Regions from separate parts of the Mus musculus genome. Here regions 2 and 3 are each linked to region 1. The links are chromatin contacts, called in public Hi-C and promoter capture Hi-C maps. All regions are on one chromosome and are shown on one strand. The core of a region is the stretch at or near the end of the contact, and the rest is flanking DNA. Distances in the headings are between cores, read along the strand shown. Region 1 holds the start of Zbtb45 (zinc finger and BTB domain containing 45). Region 2 holds the start of Zfp78 (zinc finger protein 78). Region 3 holds the start of Zfp667 (zinc finger protein 667).

Evidence for each region. Promoter capture Hi-C pulls out the DNA fragments that hold promoters and counts their contacts. Hi-C and Micro-C count contacts between places; a contact is called where the count stands out from the background.
Region 2: a promoter capture Hi-C map of pre-B cells shows a contact between it and region 1. The contact joins the promoter of Zfp78 here to the promoter of Zbtb45 in region 1. A contact is called at or near these places in 4 of 39 promoter capture datasets (cranial neural crest, frontonasal cranial neural crest, pre-B cells and 1 more) and 1 of 9 other capture datasets (liver).
Region 3: a Hi-C map of B cells shows a contact between it and region 1, with 7 read pairs. The contact joins the promoter of Zfp667 here to the promoter of Zbtb45 in region 1. A contact is called at or near these places in 3 of 39 promoter capture datasets (cranial neural crest, pre-B cells and second pharyngeal arch cranial neural crest), 1 of 484 Hi-C or Micro-C datasets (B cells) and 1 of 9 other capture datasets (liver).

What each region holds. Positions count from the first base shown.
Region 1 is chr7:13,008,041-13,011,158 of GRCm38.p6, reverse strand. Zbtb45 (zinc finger and BTB domain containing 45) reads left to right here and starts at 1,307. Exons shown (of 3, transcript NM_001360833.1): 1 at 1,307-1,523; 2 at 2,830-3,118. The coding sequence starts at 2,830.
Region 2 is chr7:6,361,342-6,364,621 of GRCm38.p6, reverse strand. Zfp78 (zinc finger protein 78) reads right to left here and starts at 1,314. Exons shown (of 5, transcript NM_001025163.1): 1 at 1,275-1,314.
Region 3 is chr7:6,284,631-6,287,916 of GRCm38.p6, reverse strand. It overlaps Zfp667 (zinc finger protein 667), which reads right to left and starts at 1,337. Exons shown (of 5, transcript NM_001024928.2): 1 at 1,263-1,337.

The DNA.
Region 1 (3,118 bases), core at 58-2,557:
CTATAGCATCCTATGTAACCCAGATTGGGCTCAACTCTGATATCTGGGGGGTGACCTTGAACTTCTGACGCTCCTGCCTCAACCTCTGAGGTTTTTTTTTTTGTTTTTTTTTTTTTTTTTTGGTTTTTCGAGACAGGGTTTCTCTGTATAGTCTTGGCTATCCTGGAACTCTCACTTTGTAGACCAGGCTGGCCTCGAACTCAGAGATCCTCCTGCCTTTGCCTCCCAAGTGCTGGGATTATAGGCATACGCCACCACCGCCTGGCTTCCCCAGACTTTCAAACACACATACAACACAGCTACCCAGCATGGGTCCAGGATGGGGAACAAAACATCCTGACATCTTCCTCATGCGGCACCACCCACTAGATTCCTCAGTACCATTCACACGGAGGCCCAGAGCTCTATGCCTCTCTTTTGCCTTACATAGTGGTTGATTGATTGCCCCAAGAACAGAGGGGAAGGGAAGGCCAACCCACCACTTGAGAGGTTTGGTTCATGGGTGTCTTGGACAACAAAAGGACCACGTAGGAGCCCCGCTTGGACAACTCTCTGGCTGTTCTCTCCCTCTACGCACTTAGTCCCTGCTCCTTGGTATCTGACTACTTCCGAGCCCACTTCGTGTCCTACATTCTATTCTGATCTGTGGCCAAGCTGGGGTTCTTCAACCATTCATTTATAGAGCAGCGAATTCCCGAGAGTCTGGGTGGGGTGAGGTGGGAGCACCGAATGAGGAGGCTTCCTTGGGAAGGTGGGCCTGTGTTCTTTAGATGACTGCAGGGAAGCTCTGCAAAGCTTCTTCATCTGGGGTGCGAGCAGAAGTGACTCAAGAGAAACTTCTCGGGGCTGAAGAGATGGCTCAGCGGTTCACTGCCATCGGTAATGGGAGCTGATGCCCTCTTCTGGTGTGTCTGAAGAGAGTTAATAATGTACTCGCATAAAATAAATAGAAAATAAATAAATCGAGAGAGAGAGAGAGAGAGAGAGAGAGAGAAACTTTTCCCGTGTAAGAGAAAAGCCACCTGGGAGAAAAAAAAAAAGCCTCTGGATTCCATCCAGCGCCCTCTCCAGACCCGCTGAGAGTACTGAGGGCGTGGCCCGAGGAGTGATTGACAGCTCGCTCGGATCAGCCTGGAGACGACGGACTCCTGCTCCTTCTGCCTACTGATCCCCAGCTCTTCGGTCCCCAGCTTCTGCGATTTTGGTTGTGGCGCGGACCAGACCGGAAGTTCTGCTCAACGACTGCCTAGTCTAAAGAGGAACACCGGAAACGTGCTCCCGACTATCGTTCCGCCTGTGCCGAGGCTATCTGTTCCGCTTCAGCGCCCGGAAGTGCGGCCTTCAAGTTGACAAGCAGGAGGACCTGCAGGACCTGCTGCCTGAGGAGTCGGAGGTGGGGTCGAGCGGGCATCCCCCTGCCTCAGAGTCCCAGAGAAGGCTGGGGCGTGCCAGGAGCGGCACGCCTGCGTGAGGATCGGTGTGCACGTTGCGAACACAAGAGGGCGCTGCAGGATCGGGGCAGGGTGCGGAGGCGGGAAACTGGGGGTAGATGTAGCGGGCCTGAAGGGGACTCTGGCATAGATAGGGTGGGAGTGAGACAGGCTGATGGAACAAGGTGCATGGCATGGGTGAGGGAGTTGTAGCGAGAATGCTGTAGGAGATGTGGGAGAGTGTGCCTTTGTTCTGAGGCATTCAGGAAGGTTCTGCTGCATCTGAGGAGTCCGGGCGTTCGAGAAGTAGGGTATGGATGGGGTTGAGGAAGAGTTATGGGTTGGCATATTATTTGAAAAAGGAGGCCGCTTGGCAGAGACAGGTTCAAAGCCTTGGTGGGTTTGAAGAATTAATTCATCATCATAGAGGTCCCAGATAAACCCGGTTCGCAGGCTCCCTCTGGCGGCCACGTGAGGGAAAGGCCTGGAGGTGGGAGTGTGGAAGGGACCCTGCATGGCGACTTCCAGTAGGCCAGGCCAGTGGTAACTGACACAATGTGTGCAATACTCCGAGAGAAAGGGAAGGGTGTTTTTGTGTTAAGGATCTAGAATCGTTGAGTCTGAGATCTCAGTAGTCCTTTTGTAAGGGGCAGGATTAAATGGGGCCCTGCTCTGGGTCTGTCCTAGAGAGACAGGCTGGTGGTCAGGGCGAATCCTGAATCTTGATTCTCTTCCCTTAGAGCAGTGTATGCAATCTGATCCAAGGGAAACACCCTTGTTTGCTGAATAAGGAAACAGGCCCAGAGACCTGGAGATATTTGCTTGATGGGTTAACTGACAATTCTGATTCCCAGCTCCTTTGCGGAGGGCGTGTGTGTGTGTGTGTGTGTGTGTGTGTGTGTGCGTGTGCGTGTGTGTGTGTGTGTGTGTGTGTGTGTGTGTGTGTGATGGAAGAATCTGTCTTCCCTCAGTATGATTAGTGCCAGGATGATAGTCTCGGGTTCATAAGAACTATGGGGATTGCTAAACAACACTGAATTTCAGCTTGCTGGCCTTTCACATCACTGGTGCATTTTCAAAGCCCAAAGTTAGCACCTCTCAGGTGATGCAAAGAAGAAACAAGGTTGCAAAGGCCTTGTTATATGTACTGTTTATTTGCTTCCCTTGGGTATGGCAGGCACAAATCCTCAGCCTCAAGGGGTGTTCCTAAATGATTCGGCCAGGAGGCAAGTTGCCTCCCCACCCTTCTGAAAACCTCCACATAACAGTAGTTAATGGGACCTGGTTCTTGAGGTAGTCATAGATCTGCTTGGGGCCTTCGTGGTACTAGGATATGGAAATCTGACTAGGGTAGACTAGAAAAGAAAACAGCCATCCGCATTGTCTCCTCCTCTTGCAGATGGCAGCCACAGAGGCAGTGCACCACATCCACCTACAGAACTTTTCGCGCTCACTACTGGAGACCCTCAATGGGCAGAGGCTAGGCGGTCACTTCTGTGATGTGACCGTGCGCATCCGTGAGGCTTCTCTGCGTGCTCACCGCTGTGTGCTGGCCGCTGGCTCACCCTTCTTTCAGGATAAACTGCTGCTCGGCCACTCAGAGATTCGTGTGCCACCAGTGGTGCCTGCGCAGACAGTGCGCCAGCTGGTCGAGTTCCTTTACAGCGGCTCGTTGGTGGTGGCACAGG
Region 2 (3,280 bases), core at 65-2,564, 6.6 Mb after region 1:
CACATTATTTCCAAAAGTGGGGCTGGAGAAATGACTCAGCAGTTAGGAACACTGGATGTTCCTCTAGAGGACTGGGGTTCAATTCCCAGCACCCACATGGCAGCTTACAACTGCCTGTAACTCTAGTTCCAGGAGATCCATGCCTCCAGCCATGCATTTGGTGTACATATTTGTGCATGCAGGCAAAATATCCATACAAGCAAAAATAAATAAATCTTTAAAAATAAAAACACATTCCAAAAGGGAGAGAAAGGAGCACAATAAGAAAATCAATACTGGACCAAAGAACAAAGACGGAAAACAAGCAGGGCAAACTCTAAATTCTGCATCTCTGTGTCATTCAGATCTCCGAATCCTTTCAGCTTTGCTGACTGCCACGTACTTCTCTGTCTTGGGCTGGTTCCACACTCAGGCTGCAGCTACCCCACGACTCTAGTATCTCCAACATCTTGAAGTCTCCAACACAATCCTATCTTCACTTTACCCACTTCCCTCAACGGCCTCTCAGGATTTCTATGCAGGGATACAATACTCCTGTCAGAAAGCTCTTTGAATCCTTTCCTTTTGAGTCGCTATGGACACTTCATCACGTAAGCATGGCTGTGTAAATCATTTATCTGAGTGTGGGTTGCACACGCCTGTAATTACAGCACTTGGAAGGCTGAGTTAGGAAGATCAGAGTTCCAAACTCATCCTCTACTTACATAAAGAGTTTGAGGACTGCTGGATTACATGACATTCTGTCTCGAAACATCAACAAAAGGACTGGCATCTGGTGATCAACCTCAGCTCCTGTCCTCTCCTGGATGGGGTTTGGGACTGATCCTCTAATCCCGTTTAGCGTCTGCGATGATCAGCACCGACTCTGAAACTACCTTGAGTCTTGTCAGCCATCAATCAAGAGCAGTCAACAAGGTATTTATTACTTTGGAGATTCCAAGCATTTAAGTGCTGTAATGCAGATCACTGGAAGACACACTTATCATCATACATTTCACAGTTCTCTCACAATCACAGCACTTATTTCTCTCAGACTCTGTCTCCCTCTCTCACACCGAAAACTTACAGCCCAGTTCCTTTCACACACGCACGGGCCTGGCACACCCAAGCACAGACTTAGATCCGGACGCCCAGTCGTCTGAGCTTTCGTGCCCCCTAGATTCCACGCAACCGCCTGCCTACCTCCAGACAGAAAACACAGGGACCACGAGGATCTCCCCTGCCCGCAGCGCTCGGGCTCCCACTCCCTAACAAGCGCCCGCTAGCTGCCTTACCCAGACGCTGTCAACCGAGGAACGCTGGGAGGTTTCCTACAAGCTATGTGTGCGCAAGCGCAGCCTCTGCCAGCGACGACCTAAGAGCTTAATCTGAGAAAGGTGGGGCTGAAGGGGCGTGTACTCAGCGAAGTCTGCGATGAGAAGCGGGTACTACGGAGAACAGTTTCTTAGACTGAGGGTGAAGGCAAAGCTAAGCAGAGAAGAGCAAGGGTCTCAGAAGTTTGATGTGAGGGGCTGGGCTTAGATAGGAAGGTTCCCAGAAGAAACTGGAGTAAGGGGCGGGGCTTGGTGGAGAAGGGGCGTGTTCTCAGCAGAGTCCCTGGAGAGGGCGGTACTAAGTGGGTAAGGGGCGGGAGCTTATCCGTATTAGGTGAGGGGCGGGGTTATCAAGTAGGGCGGGTTCTCAGCTCTGTGTGAGGTGAGGTGAGGGCAGGGATTAGAGGAGGGGCGGGTTCTCAGAAGAATCCGAGGTGAGGGCGGGGCTTAGCAAGAACGGTTGGTCTCCGCCTCCGGAGGTGAGGGCGGAGCTTGGAGGAGAAGGGGCGGGTTCTCAGCGGCTCGTGTGAGGGCGGTGCTAAGCATTGAAGGAGTGGGTTCTCGGCAATCTGAAGGGGCGGGGCTTAGCCAGTAGGGCGGTTCTCCTCACAGTCAGAGGTGAAGGCGGGGCTTGAAGAAGGGGCGGGTTCTCAGCAGATTCTAGAGGGCGGGACTTAGTATAGAAGGGGCGGGTTCTCAGCAAAATCTAGAGGGCGGCGGGGCTTGAGGCGAAAGAGCAGGTTTTCAGCGTAGTGCATGGTGAGCCTGGCGCTAAGCAGAAAAGGGGAGGGTTTACAGCATTCTGAGATGAGGGGCAGGGCTTAGCAAGTAGGGAGGTTCTCCCCGCAGCCCGAGGTGAGGGCGGGGCTTGAAGGAGAAGGGGCGGCTTCTCAGAGGAGTCAGAGAAAAAGGGCAGAATTTGAGGAGAAAGGCACCATTTAAGACTGTTTGCAGAACGGATTGGAGCTGTGACAGTGTGTGGCTGAGTGCGTGATTATACAGAAGGGTTGCCCAGGATTCCTAGCCGTGTCGGTTAGGGCGAGTCTTGCGCCAGCTCTTTGTTAGGCTCCCCACCCTTTCGTGAGGCTTCCCTCACACTCTTTTGTGAGCCTCCTTGATGTCACTGTCCCTTACTTAACCAAGCTCGATCTTTATTGTTAGTTTTTGAGATTATAATTTTTGTAGAGGGAGATTTGAGGTGGTTAGCCCAGACTAACCTCCGAAATGGGTAACTCTTGATCTTTCTGTATCCATTCGTTTTCTTCCAAATTGAAATCAATGGTGTGAGCCCCCACGACGCAAGGCTTGGAAGTTTGATCTTTGCGGGAAAGCTTTGCTACAATAAAAACAGCCACTATTCTACATCTGATTGTCTCCTCCCTCCCACTCATGTTGATCACCTCTGGGATCAGCAAACCAGCATATGTTTCACCTACAAAATGGGAATGTCATAATGTTGGAAGCAGCAAATACGACAATGTCATAGGAACCAAAATATAAGAGTCAGATTTTTTTTCTTTTTTTTTCTTTTTTTTTTCCTTTTTCCGGAGCTGAGGACCGAACCCAGGGCCTTGGGCTTGCTAGGCAAGCACTTTACCACTGAGCTAAATCCCCAACCCCAAGAGTCAGATTTTTTTTTCTGCCTTTTGCCAAACTAGAAATTAACCCTGCATTGAAGAACCAAGAAATCGATAGTTGTATTAAAAGCTGAAACAAATAAAACGAGGCCATGTGGATGAAGAGAGAGAAGAAGCAAAGACAGTTCCCTGGCTTCTTGGATCTTAATTTCCACAGATAAAGCAGACCTGACAAATGGGGGGCTATAAAGAAATATAAAGTAGGGAGGGTGTGTCATACATTTCCTGATTTCTTCAGATAACATTTCAACATCTTTGAAAACCTATTCCATAAAAGATATCTGCTAGTTGTCATCAATTCAGTTTTGACAGTACCTGGAATTGAAGGCT
Region 3 (3,286 bases), core at 88-2,587, 6.7 Mb after region 1:
CCCGCAGGACCATTCTTGGGCAGACACCAAGAAGCCAGGTTGCTTGCCTAGGGATAAAAGGAGTCTGGAGGGTGTGTGCACCACTGCTCAATCCAGAACCTCTGCTAGAGGTGAAAGACGGCCAAATTCCAAATGTAGACACTAAAACTCCTTTGGAATTCACCACTACAACCCTACCTGTACACAGGCCAACAACACAACAGCAAACCTCCACCGTCAGCACTACAACAAAGGCCAGACTCTACACCGCACTCAGTATGTCCCAGGCATTGTACAAGGCATTTCACCTGTATTATTTCACAGTCCGTTTAGCCTTTCCATCAACACTCTGATGAGCGCCATTTATCCCTTTGTACAGAAGGAAAAGTCTCATCCTTAACAGGTTCAGTTTCCCAGACTAGGCCATCACATCTCCTCCTCTAGAGGAGCCCGTTGCCACGGTAACAAATGAGATGAGGCACGATCAATCACACACTGGCACACACTCACAAAGCCATTGTCATCTGATGGCTCACTGTATCTCTAGACTTTGATAAATAACTTCATCAGCCTCTCTCTCTCACACACACACAAACACACCCGCCAACACTCTCACACCAGCACAGCTAGTGACATAGAGATACTCAGAACTGTGTGCCCACACCCTTGGGCCCCTCTAGCCTGCGGTGGCCTCCTTTCCCACTAGGACCTGTACAGTCACCTGTCCCTGGGCCCCACAGGCCGAGTGCCCTCAGACTATGATAAACAGCTCCATCAGTCTATCACACTCACACACAAGTACAACCGAGATGCTCAGAACTCTGTTCCTACATCCACTAGCGGCCCCTTGTAGTGTCTTCCTTTACACAGGGCACACTGGTCACATCACGCAGTTGGTGGTATTCGCACCTGTTTCTTGGGGCTCACAGGCCTAGTCGGTCTCTCCCTCTCCCTTCCCCCCTCCCACTTCCCTTCTCCCGCGCCCCCCTTCCACTTCTCTTCTCTCGCGCACACACATATACACACGTGGAGTCTCCTGAAGGATTCTCATACTGTGTTCACCCCACAACAAACAATATACGCCAAGCATACACGAAGCTTCAGGCGTGCACCCGAATCAACTCAGATCACCAGAGCGACCCACGCAAACAGGTCTCTGTCTCTCTCTGTCTCTCTGTCACACACACACACACACACACACACACACACACACACACACACACACACACACGCTATCAATCATTCCCACTGAAGGAAGGCTCGCAGTCACCAGACCCCCTCACCTGTCTCCCTGCTGCGTCCTCCGTCTCACAGCTGCCACAGAACTGCTAGCAACAGAGCTCCCGCGCCTGCGCACTCGCCTCCCAGACCCCCAGGGATCCCTTCAGGGCCTCTCCCCGGTCCCCCCGCCCCTCCAGAAGGACGCAGGCCAGTGCGGCCCCGCCCCCAGGGCTTCCCCCGGAGCGCGGAGCCACGCCCCCTGACACGCAACTAGACGCTGCAGTCGCAGAACCCCGGAGACAGCGCGAGGCCACGCCCTCAATAATTTGGTTGGCTATTCTGCCGACCCGTGTGCGCCCTCCTACGCTAAGCGCTTTTCTAAGGGGTTCGGCCAAGCTCCCGTTAGAGTCCATTCAGCATGCGTCCTTTCCGGGATGCTTCTCCTAGCGTTCCACACCTCGGACTCACTGGGCTTCCACGCGCCTTACGCCGTGCGCAACCGCGAGCTTGTACCGCCAACCTCAGGCTTTGGCAAGAGACTAAGGATATCCACGCCCAAAAGGGTGTTTCCATCCTCGTTGTCGCCTGTCTGGAGACCTTGTGACCCTCAGAGGAGAGGACAGAGTTTCTTCTGTGGCTGTTTAGAAAGCCATGGGGGAAACGATGGGCACGTGAGAAGAGGAGCGTTCCACCTTGGAGTCTGATTGAAGACTCTCCACAGCACAATTCAACACTTATAAGGCCGTACTCCCTCCCAAACTATAAACCTGAAATTTTCTAGGAACTCAGTATAAATCTCACGTAAAGGGGAAAGGCCTGCCCTAAACCTCTTGAGCAACCCTAATGATTTCTGGTCCTACCTTATCAAATTATAACTCCATTCAAGCCACTTCCGGAGTCACTTTACATCTCACCAAGTAGAAAGAGAATAGGGGTAATACTTGAGGAAACCCTAGGCTCAGTGAAGGACAAGGAATGACTCTCGGGTCGCACAGCAATCACCAGGATAAGGGTAGACTAGACACCAGACCCTGTTATGGCATCCCTTAGCAAGAACACAGTCATTGGTGTGTGCACAAGTGAAATGCTGTCAGCTGCACAATTCAGTATACCCAACCTGCGTATAAATATAAGTGCCTAGAGAAAGGGAAGTGACTCATTTAGATCTTCAGTCAAGACAGTGATGAGCGTCAACTGTGACATCTGAATGGTCATGTGGGAAACAACGGCACTACTGAGCAAACACAGCATTTCATTTCACCGATGGGAAAACTGAGGTTCCAAGCACATTGGACCTTACCTGAGGCCCCAGAAATAGGAAGTAGGAGGGAAGCACAGAGGTTAAGTTCTACACATCATTTCTCTAAAGGGGAAACCAAGAGACTGAGAGAGCCCCAGTCCAAGAATGGGGGTACAGGGTGGGAGGCTCCAAAGAAGAAGTGTGACTCAGATTCTCACAAGTCTTTCAAAACCTCCATCTATCCAGGAGAAACTATGATGTTACTACCAAAAGAGGCAGGGAATTCGTTATCTTGGAGACCAGAAAGGGTGAGACTAAAGGTTGCATTCATTTCCCAGTGAATGAAAACTAAAATAAAATAAAAAGGGAAGAACATGACTGTTCCTAGGTATGGTAGATGAGAAGGTTTATTGTAGATAAAGGGACACATAGTCAGAGGCACGGATGTCTGAGAGAGTCCAAAGTGAACATGACCCTAAGCAATATGAGGAGAGGGAGGAGGGGAGAGAAGAGGGCTAGACCAAGAGGCCAGGAGGCTAAAGAGAGTAGGTGAAAGGACCAGGTAACCAAAATGATTGGATTGCATAGGGAAGGAGAGCTGGGGGAAGGGTGGCCCAGCCCCTGGGCTGGAGAAGTTTAGGGTAGAGGGCAGAGTATGCCTGCCAGGAGGGCCCTGTAATAGGTACAAACTGAGAAAGGCAGGTAGAACCTGGTGGCCAGGTCCCCTTTAATATCTTAAGTAGGCACTTTTGTCTGGGGCTTGAAACTTAACACCCAGGAGACCTCTTTGGACCTCAGGAACGTGCACGCCTTGCATGCTCAGACTAGCCTCTCCTGTCATACTTG